2 separate regions of the Mus musculus genome follow, and region 1 is linked to region 2. The links are chromatin contacts, called in public HiChIP or PLAC-seq maps. All regions are on one chromosome and are shown on one strand. Each heading gives the region's core, a stretch centred on a gene start, on an enhancer-like site or on the middle of the called end of the contact. The rest is flanking DNA. Distances are from core to core; before and after follow the strand shown.

What was found. HiChIP or PLAC-seq counts read pairs in DNA pulled down with a chosen protein or histone mark.
Region 1: a contact with region 2 is called in an H3K27ac HiChIP or PLAC-seq map of differentiating embryonic stem cells, with 6 times the contacts expected there. The contact joins the promoter of Tcf20 here to the promoter of Wbp2nl in region 2. A contact is called at or near these places in 2 of 484 Hi-C or Micro-C datasets (the HPC-7 cell line and embryonic stem cells), 5 of 115 datasets of contacts at active chromatin or transcription factors (astrocytes, differentiating embryonic stem cells and embryonic stem cells) and 1 of 9 other capture datasets (embryonic stem cells).

What each region holds. Positions count from the first base shown.
Region 1 is chr15:82,910,182-82,915,541 of GRCm38.p6, reverse strand. Tcf20 (transcription factor 20) reads left to right here and starts at 3,408. Exons shown (of 5, transcript NM_013836.3): 1 at 3,408-3,556.
Region 2 is chr15:82,294,834-82,300,447 of GRCm38.p6, reverse strand. It overlaps Wbp2nl (WBP2 N-terminal like), which reads right to left and starts at 1,464. Exons shown (of 6, transcript NM_029066.1): 1 at 1,380-1,464. The coding sequence starts at 1,441.

The DNA of each region.
Region 1 (5,360 bases), core at 2,159-4,658, 610 kb before region 2:
GGATGCATGTTCTCAGGAGAAGCAGGAGGGTGAATTGGTTAAAAACACTAGCTCTGCAATCAGCTTGGAGTCAAATTCTGGCTCTGTTCTTTATTAACTGTGAGTTGGAGTAATGTAGTTCAGACCTCTGGGCCTCAAGTTGCTCATCTGTAAAACAGTTGGACAAGATGATTTTAGCGTCCCTCTCAAGGCAGTTCTTGTTTCTGTGATGTTGACCTTGATCATCAACAGGATGCCCAGGATGGAAACTTGGTGCTCTCCGAATCAGCCACTGTATTTCCCCAACAGAATGCAAAGCTCCAGAATGAATGTGGTTGGGTCTGGCCACCCAAGTGTGCCTGAGAGCTGTGATCTTAGCAATCAGCTTTGCCTTTGATCGGGTGGCCCCACCATGTCCATACATTTGCTCCCACCTCCTTTCCTGGACAGGGTGTCCTGACCCAGCTTGCACCCCCCTCCTCCCCTCCCCCCACTTTCCAGAAGCCTTTCCTTGTGTTCAGTCCATCTTTCTCCCTTCTAAGTCCCTTCTCTGTGCTTCTGCTTATGCTTGTGACCTCACGCATGCTGAGTGCTGGAGGAGTTATGAATTGTACTTCTCCACGCTTTGGAGACTACAGGGACTCTGCGTTTATTGCACATCTACTTAGTGCTAGCCATGTGTCTATAGACATTTTGTTTATATTTCTTATCAGAAATCAGAGTCTCAGGAAAGCAGAAGGCTACCCAGCTTCAGCAAAGGGAAAGCAAGGGGTGGTACAGTTCTGTGGGAGGCCAGTCTGTTCCTCTGGTGACCACGCCCTTTCCACTGCCCCGATGTAGACGTGCCTTCTTGGCCCTGATCAGATAGTCACTAAGGCAGCTAACCTTGATCTGGCTCCAGCTAAGCCTGCACCCTTCTGAGTATTTTGCATCCCTTATCTCATGCCATCTTGAAACCTTAAAAGGGAAGCTCTGGTCTTCCTCCCATTTTACAGGTGGAGCCTGTGTGGCAGAGAGAAATGAAGTAACACTTGCCTTAGATCTCACAGGAAGGAAGTAGAAAAGCCAAGGTTTAAAGCCAGACAGTCTAATGTAGGTGCCTGCCAAGTTGAATTAGAATTCTTCAATCCATGATTTCAGCTGTCCTTGCCTAGGTTCCTCAGTGTATCTTCTCCCCTTCCCTTCCCTTCCCTTCCCTCCCCTCCCCTCCCCTCCCCTCCCCTCCCCTCCCCTCCCCTCCCCTCCCCTCCCCTCCCCTCCCCTCCCCTCCCCTTTTCTTTTCTTTTCTTTTCTTTTCTTTTCTTTTCTTTTTTTGAGACAGGGTCTCACTACGTAGCCATGGCTGGTCTAGAACTCCGTACGTAGACCAGGCTGGCCTCAAACTCACAGAGATCTACCTACCTGCCTCTGCCTCTAGAGTGCTGGGATTAAAGTTGTGGGCCAGCGTGTGTTTCTTAAGTGTTCACTGTTTGCAGGCACTTTGACCGTACTCAGAGCACAAGACTGACCTGTGTCCTTGGCTAAAGGTAAAGTCCCATTGGGGTAGAACGGGTAGGTGAACAGTCCAGGAGGTCAGCCCTTACTGAGACCCTCCAGTGGACACTGCTCTTACAGTTCCTATCTTCACATAGGATGAAATGGACTCAGAGGAGCCAACCAGCTTGTCTGTTCTCACAGTGAGTTGGGGATGCTGAGATAGGAACACAAGCAGTCTGCCTCCAAGCCTCCGTCCCTGCTTCTAGCTGCCTTCCAGGGTACAGTGCAGGAAAACAGGGGGAAGCAGTGTCTGGGTAACAAAGGGCTGGCAGTGGAGAGAGTGGGTGTTCCAGGCAGAGAGAGCAGCAAATACAAAGGGCCAGAGGCAGAAAGGCCTAATCAATAACTGTGCACTAAGTGTCTGTGCTGACCCTTGCAAACACCTTTCCTGAGTGGCGGCTGGCTTATCTGGAAGTGTACTGAATAGAAAGCCTGCTGTGGACGCTACACCAAATCAGGTCTTAGAGACAGGCCGTGCATGCCCTTGCGTAGGGAAGGGTTGGTACAAAGAGCACAGTGGCCACACTGGTGAACACAGCAGGCACACTGGTTCCAGGATTCGAGAAATGTCAGGAGGAATGGAAATAGTTTTTAGATGTTAAGAAGAAGGTAATTGGGGCTTGGGACCTGACACTCAGTAGGCTGTCACCAAACATCATCAAAGAAGCTCAGATGCCTATGTGTGCCGAGAGTACCCAGCAGGCATCCCAGATGTCCTGTGGCACAGGGTATGGAGCTGTTCTGGAGTTGGTGGACCGGGCCTGCAGGGTTCTATTGGGGCTACTGCCAAAAAGGAGCAGAAGTAGACATTTGGACAGTGGAGGCCTCAGTAGGCTAAGGCTTGCCTAAGCGGGAGGTTCACGATGATGACATGATGTCCATGACGCTGTAAGCCAGAGACAGGACTGTGGTTCCCTGTACCAGGGGCTGGAGCCCCTGGGGGCCACTTTCTGGCCCTTAGTCTTCCTTTCTGAATGTGAAGAAGGGTACTTACTTCTCAGGCATTGTCATGGGGTTGAATAGAGGGACTGTGATTTACCTAGTAGTAGGTCTGTACATAGTAGGGGCTTAATTGCTCGGAGCTAGTCCACCTACTTGGACAGTAAGAGGCAGAGGTGCAGTTGGAGGACAACCTCCCTTCTGCTGCCATCCCTGACTGGGGAGCTTGGAACTGCTCTCTCCTGCTACTGACGCCCACTTTGTGTGAGTGTGTGTTGTCCTAGGTATGCCTGCCACCCCCCAATAGCCTGGGAAATCTCAAGATGCTAAAGGCTGCCCAGCTGGCTCTCCAGCCTCTGTGCTAGCCCTCTCTGCCTCCTTAGTGACTCCTGGCTCCCAAGTGTGGCTGTCTTCCTGCTGTGTAGTCTCAGGAAGGTTCTCCCCTCTCTGAGCTCACCAGGTACAATGGAATCCTCTTTGGCCTTTGTGAGCACTATCCAGGTGCAGATGCCAGTCACCAGTGCACAGTAGCCATACTGTGAGTAAGTAGGCATTCTTACCTTCAGCCCTTGATCTAAGCTTTGATTCCCCACCTGCGGTGGGCATTGGCTCTTTTTAAGCCATCCACTCTGGGGCCAATTATAAATAGACACATAATCGCCCCTATCTATAGAGATAAAACGTATTCTTTAGAGATGAGCCACACGCCCCTCCCCTTACCCCCCCCCCCCCCAACACTGGCACTAGCTCTCTGCAGTTAAGGGCGAAGGAGGGATCTGGTACTCCTCTCCCTCACCCATTCCTCCTCCCTGCTGCTCCTCCATCTCCACCCTGCAGAGGTGTGATCCGGCAGGGGCCGTGATGTCAGAGGCTCAGCTGATGTCACCGCCCCGGCCCTGTGACTTCACTTGCTTGCTTGGGCAGGAGGAGCTGTGAAGAGGCTGAGACTGAGAGGAGAAACTGCCCCCTTTCCTTTTTCTTCCCGGTTTCTCGCTTTCCCTTCCTCCCTGCCTCCGCGGGGGGTTGTTTTCCTGCCGGCCTGCATGCTGTGGGCTGTCAAGGGGTTTGGGGGCAAGTGCCAGGGGAGGATGCAGCTGCAAAGGTAACGGTGCGCGGGGCCTCTCCCACGGTCGCGAAAGTTTGCTCTGGCGTGTGAGGCGTGCCCGCTGGGCGCTGCGCCGCGCCTGCCCCAGGCTCCCCGGGGGCGTGCAGGGGCCACCGGGCCAGGGACAGTCCAGGCAGAGGCCTCCTGGGCGGCCTTCACTGCCTTGTCCCCATCAAAGGCCGCAGCTGCTCGAGTGGCGGCTGCAGCTTTGAAACTGCCATAAAGAGCGATGGAGGGAGGGGAGCGCGGGGGATGCTCAGAGCAGTGCCCAGGAGGGCGGCCGCGAGAGGAGGGGTGGTCGGGGCTGTTGGTCGAGTGCAGCCGCAGCAGCAGGGGCGTGAAGGGCAAGGCCCCGGGTCAGGATCTCAGGGGCCAGATCCTTGTTACTGTCTCTGTCCCCTCTGGTCCAGCCGCCCTCTGTGGCCGGGACCCCAGCAGTGAGGTGCAGAAAGCTTTAGGAGGGGGCAGGGGCTGACTCCCCCTATTATTTCCTGACATATTCTTCCACCTCCAGCAGGCCATTTGTCAGTGGTAATGCGGGACAAAGGAGGGGGCAGTGGGTGGTCTGCTGCGAGTTGGGCGACGGGCATAGATAGAGCACAGGCCGAGGAGAAACGCCAACAATTAGGAGGCAGATCCAGAGCTTCGCTCATTCAGTCTATCGAGGGAGCCGTCATTTTGTGTTAGCGTGTGTGTCTGAGGTGGGAGGAGGCAGAGAGGGGAGAATGACAGGAGAAGGATTATGACATTGTGTTGTCTCTGTTTGTGGTAAATGCAAATTTGGCACCAGTGGTTTCCTGGGAAAAGCAGAGGCAAGTGACCCAGGCCAAGGCCTTGGCCCAGACCCACCAAGGTGGGCGGCGGTTTTGGGATTTTATTTGTTCCTCCCTTTTTTTTTTGTCTGGTGTGTGCTTCTTCCATTTATTTTACAGTGAAGAGCTGGAGATAGACAGGCCGGCATGGCGGGAGGAGTCCCCTCTTCCCTAGTTTTTCCAGTCCCTCCTCATTCCATAGGAGGCTCAGGCACCTCCCCTGCCTCCAAGTCTTTGCCCCAGGTCATCTGTTTTGCTCTTTGGCCCCCTGCCCCAGGCCAGAGTCACACTTAGTTCCTCCCTTAGCCTAGGTGGCCTGAGATCTCTGAAGGCTGCTTCTGCCCACAGCTGCTTACTGCAAGTGACCAGAGACAGCCCCCCAACCAAGACTATGACGGGACTGTGAACCCTCCATGACCACCCCTGGCTTCAGTTGTGGCCTGACCTGTTAGCATATGTTGGCCAAATGTCCTGGGCCTTGCCTCTTTTGCTAGACCTTGTGGGCCGGAAGTGTGAGCCTTCTCTTGGGCAGGAGGCAGCCACAGGTCAAGGCTCTGGGCTGCCACAGAGTTCAGCAGGTACAGTGGACATAAGGGATCATTCTGCTTGAAGCCAGCTCTCAAGAGAATGCAGGGAATGGGTTTTACCAGGGCTAGGTTGTGCTCAGGTCCCACTGGGGCCCAAAAATTCTGGCCTGAGACTCGAAGCCAAGAGTCCTTTATAGTGGAGGTGAGGGAAAGATGGTCAGAAGTATGGCTTGTCACATTCTGGATCTCTTAGTGTGCTCACTTTCTGCACTGCTTCCTCTAGGGCTGGTCCCACTCCTGGGCCTGTTAAATCCTCTGGACTCAGTTTCTCTTCCAGGGCCTGGGTCCTGTTCCCTCTTAGAGTTCTGACCACACTGGTAGCCTAGCTCTGTTAGTCTTTTGGGCACAGAGTCTTGACCACAGGGACTTTTAGGGCAACCCATGTAAATTCCTGACACCCAA
Region 2 (5,614 bases), core at 215-2,714:
CAAGTTCAGGGCCAGCCCTAGCCAAATAAATAAACAGCAAGACTTCGTTTCATCACATTCAAACTTACCACAATTGTAACTGAACTCCCAAATGTGTCTCATAACTATAAAGAAAACTAAAAATAGAATCAATTTTCCTCCTCTCAAACTCTTTCCTTACTGTCGTTTGTATCTGAGAAAGGTAGAGAACTGATTGTTCCTTGATGAAGAGACAGAGAAACCCTGTCTCAAAAAACCAAAAACCAAAACAAAACAAAACAAAACAAAAAACAGCAAGAGAAGTTGATGCATAGCATATAACTTCAAATCCAAGTCCAGGCGTTCCCATGGGCACTGAAAATGATTTTGAGCAAATTATTTCTCATATGCCTACCTGTGAAATGAGGGAAACGGCTCACTGCAGACAGTGCAGTTATCAAGACAAAGAATCCTTGCTATGCTTAGCTATTCAGTGAAAATGATCGGTACGTATTCAAGAGCACAGATTCTAAAAATTTAAAGGAACAACGACAAGAACAAAAAACCGGGACTTTTCTTCTTTGAGACAGAGTCTTTCTACAATATAGCTCTGGCTGTCCTGGAACTCGCTTTGTAGATCAGGCTGGTCTCGAACTGACCTCAAGAGTTCTATTTAAGCACATCATTGAATGAGTCTCACAGCTAAGTGAGAAATAAAAGGAAATCAGCAGAGCGAGGGCAGAATCCAGAAGAGGCGGAGACAGAGGGTAAGGAAAGTGGGTGAGGGGTAGATTAAAGGACATGTGTCAAAGTCACTAAGTTTGCCTAGAGGTGGGCTTCTCCTGACAGAGAAGCCCCAGCACCATGAGCGACTGGAAATGCCATGTCTTCCTCGGTCCCCCCTAATTTTGTTCCCAGTCTTTTCAGTAAAGGTGACAATATCCTAGGTTGAAGCAACCAAGAAAAGGCACTTCCGGGGGTGGGTGGGTGGAGGAAGGCTTGTGACAATTCTGGATTAGTTACCTACACTCCACATCCTAGCCCTTCTTCCAACTCGCCTACCCCTTTGTTCCTGGTGGCCTGAGGCGCACCCAGGGCCCTCAGGGTGACTGTCACCCTCTTAAAGTCGTAAAGTCGCACACAGCCACTGGAAGCTGTCCAGCAATGCAAGGGCTGGCACACTCTTCACACAATCCTCGCTCAAGCCTTTCCTCTGAGGATGCCCGCGCCCCTCGCACCCGCGCACGCGCCTAGCCACAGGCTCTTGGACTTGGCCGCTGGCGCATGCGTTCAAACGTCAGGGGCGGAGCTCCGAGGAAAGGGCGGGAAAGCCCTCGATTCGCAGAGGGCTTTCTAGCGCACATATCTACCCTGAGCATCTCCTCCCTCCTTGACAGCAGCCTGAAAGTCCCCTCAGGCACCTTTCACCATGAGGGATGGCGGCCCAACGGCGGTCCACTGTATGGTTCTGGTTCACTGCCATCTTGCTCTAGGTCTCCTCCCGCCGCCGCCTCCGCCGCCGCCAGCTCTTCAAATGGAAAGGGGCGGGGCCTGCAAGGCAGTGGGCGGGTCCCTGAGGAGAGGGCGGAGATTATGGCGCAGAAACCCTGGAGTTGAGTGGGCAGCTGTCACAAGAGGAGCTGTCACAAGTCAGAGGAGGAGAGCCTGGGTGAGGAAAAGGGGCGTGTTCGTGGAGCTGGCTTTACCCCTAGAACGGGGAGGGTCTGAAGGATGGGTGACTAGCCTCTGTCATGTTAGGCCTACAACCAGCCTTGGTCCTGCTAGGAGCTAGTGGTTTAAAAAGTAGCCATTAACCCAAAATCTTAGTCCAGATTAACCCCCAAACCAACTCAGGGTGAGGGTCTACATTTTCTCCACTCTTATAAGACCAGAGCTTCCTTCCATCAAAGAGGGCTTAGGACAGAACCAATGGTCTTGGGAGAGAACATCCAAAAAGATGAGCTAGGTCAGGAAGTGGACAGTGAATTTCAACCTTCAGTGGGTCCAATTCTTGGATGCATTTGTAGGTGTCCCACTCAATCTATTACTCAAGATATTCTAGAGTGTTATTGTGTCAGTGAAGAAATGAAAATTGTCAAATAATAGATATATTATCATTGTAAGACATGTGCTGATTTCAGATTTTTGTTTTGTTTTGTTGTTTTTGTTTTTGTAAATAGGGTCTCTCTATGTATCCCTAACTGTTCTGGAACTCACTATGTAGACCAGGCTGGTCTCAAATTCACAGAGATCCTCCTGCCTCTGCCTCCCAAGTGCTGGGTTTAAAGGCATGGGCCACCACACCTAGCACAGATAATTTTTTACATACAAGACTTACTAGAATTAAGACTCAAACTTACGGATGGGAGAGATGGCTCAGTGGCTAAGAGCACTGTCTGCTCTTCCAGAAGTCCTGAGTTCAAATCCCAGTAAGCACATGGTGGTTCACAACCATCTGTAATGAGATCTGATGCCCTCTTCTGGTGTGTCTGAAGACAGACAGCTACAATGTACTTACATATAATAATTTTTTTTTTTTTTTTGGTTTTTTCGAGACAGGGTTTCTCTGTATAGCCCTGGCTGTCCTGGAACTCACTTTGTAGACCAGGCTGGCCTCGAACTCAGAAATCCGCCTGCCTCTGCCTCCCGAGTGCTGGGATTAAAGGTATGCGCCACCACACCCGGCCTATAATAAATAAATCTTTAAAAAAAAGAAAAAAGAAAAAAAGAAAAGAAAAGAAAATTTAATAGAAATAGTATACAGCGGCAAACATCTTGATCTAGCCACTCCTGTCATGGTCAATAAAACCTTGAGCAAGATGATTGTGTTCTTTGGACTTGACCTTCCACACTTGAATGTTAGTGTATAGGCTTATTGTGGCTGTGATGGTTGATGTCCACCAAACAGCTGTGTCTCTCACGTGTCACTTCCCTTCCTCTGTGTGTGTTGTGTTACCATTGGTTGATATCTTCATTTTACCTGCTCGGTTTCAAGAGCCTCTTGATTCATCTTCCATTGTGGCTCCTCCAAGCTATTTCTCTCCATTCATTTATACCTTAGGTTCACCTCACAGAAAGTCAAGTGTTGCAGGGTATTTGATCACACTGTGAACCCCAAGATTTGTGTTATTTACTGGAAAACCTACTTCTAGTTGTGGTGTGGCTCAGCCCTAGCTCACGCCTTTGATCCAAGAGCTTTCTATTTATTATAAACCATAGGTCAAGAGGTGGTGCAACCAACGAGTTGCGGGGAGGGAACAAAGGGAAAAGTGAGTAAGAGAGAGTTGGGGGGGATGGATAGAGAGATGCACAGGAAGTAGAAGGGAGGGCATTCCGTTGGAGGTGTTGGGGAGACAGTGGAGAAAGAGAGCTTTTCTTTGGGGATGCTAGCTGAGGAGGAAGATAAGGTGCTGCTTCCTCTGCCTCTCTGAGCTAGTAGGCTTTCCCCCTTCCTCTGTCTGAGACATCTGGCTCCTGAGTCCTTATGGACAAAATTGAATGTTTGAGATTTTGTTTAAAAAAAAAAAAAAAGTCAAGGTCCCAAATAATTGCTTAAAGTTCACATTAAAATTTAGGGACCAACAAGCAGATGAGAGTTGTGTCATTTACTAAACTACAAATGAGGGGAAGGGTCGTCCTAAATTCAAGAAAAATACCACTTTGTGTAGATAGATGAGTAGTATATATGTACACTTTGTGTGTTTGGCTGTGCAGGCCTGTGTGCACGTGAAGAAGCCAGAAGAGGGTGTCACGTATCCTATCGCTCTCCCCTTTCCTCAAGAAAGAATATTTCATTGAACCTGGAAGCAGACTGGTTGACCAGCAAGCACCAGGAAAGCATGGGACCTTACCTGGTCTGCTTTTAACTTTTTATTGAGTCTTTGTGAATTTCATGCACCCCAATGTCACACATCTCCTCCCTTCATAACCACCCTCTGCCCTTGCAACCTTCCTCCCACCAAAAGAAAACAACACATACATTTTTTAAATATATTATATTGTTAAATATAAATTGAATATAAAATATTCATATTTTATATAAAATAATATAAATTGGATATACAATTAACTATACTACATTGTTAAATAAATATATTTAAATATATTTGTATTAAATATGTTTATATATTTAATATATTAAACATTTTATATATTTCATATGTATTAAACATATTTATATTTATATTAAATATATTTTTATTATATGTAATGTATATTAAAAGACAAAACCATCTTGCCATGAAAGCTACAGTGTGTCATGGTTTGTCACACAGTATAACAGCTTTATTTGCAAGTGTTCATTGCAATGAGCTATTGGTTTGGTTCGAAGGCCTTGGCTTCTGCTACTCTATCGATATTGGTTCCTCACCAGGACTCCTCTCAGATATCCAGTTGTTGCTCTGTGTCATGGCGATCCTGCAGCTTTGGATCCACAGGACTGGCCCCTTCACATGCTCCAGCAGTTCATAGATGAGGTAGATGTTCAGGTGGGACAACTCAAAGCCCTGGATCTGGGCCTGGGTAGCACCTTACAAGGTCAGCCCAACAGCTCTCCTGCACCCATGGCACCAGGGCCAACTGTCCTGCACTCACCAGCACTGCCCTGGCACGGGGTGGGGCCTGCTCTCCTGCTCTTCAGTCCTTGGGGCAGTGCTCTTCCACTTTCCCACAGCCACGAGGTCCAGCTCTCCCCAAGCTGCCCAGGGGAGGGGCAGGGCCAGCTTTATGCAGTCCACAGACATCAACATGGCCCCAGGGAGCAGCCCCAGACCAGGGACACCCGCATGGCCTTTGTTGGTAACATGGGCCACAGACATTGTCATAGACCTCTACTGCTGCAGGACCTGGAACACAGACATGGCCCTTATCGATGGGCCGCAGCCTTAGGTGGCATTGCAGGCCCCTCACTCACATCAGGCTGTTCCTCTCCACCCTGTAATCTCCAATTCTGCCTCTTTTTTTGTTTTGTTTTGTTTTGTTTTGTTTTTTTGGTTTTTCGTGACAGGGTTTCTCTGTATAGCCCTGGCTGTCCTGGAACTCACTTTGTAGACCAGGCTGGCCTCGAACTCAGAAATACACCTGCCTCTGCCTCCCGAGTGCTGGGATTAAAGACATGCGCCACCACGCCCAGCTTCTGCCTCTTCATAGCACACAAACCATTCCACCTCTCCCATCTCCACCACACCCTTGCTTATCACCTTAGCCTCTGGTTGTCGTCCACCCAGCCACACCGCATGGCAGGCAAGGGCCTCTGGGTCCGTATCTGGTTTTATGTGGATGTTAGGGATCTGAACTCAGGTCTTCATGCTTGTGCGGTCATCACACTTACCAGCAGAGCCATCTCCCTGTTCCCTTTTAAATTGTCCGTATATGTGTTTGCATGCGCATGTGCGCAGGTGAGCATGAGACCATGTGGCAGTCAGAGGACAACTTATGGAAGTTAATTCTCTCCTTCTGCCATGTAGGATCCATGGTTTAAACTCATTGTCAGCCTTGATAGCAAGTGCCCTTCCCAACTGAGCTATCTCACGGCCCCTTTATATTCTCAATATATTCATAGTAAAATAGCTTTCTAGGCTAGACTAGGCTTTCATTTATAGACTTGGTCCTTACGCCTTGGGGATGGGAGAAATGCTAAGAAGTTAAGTAATTGGGA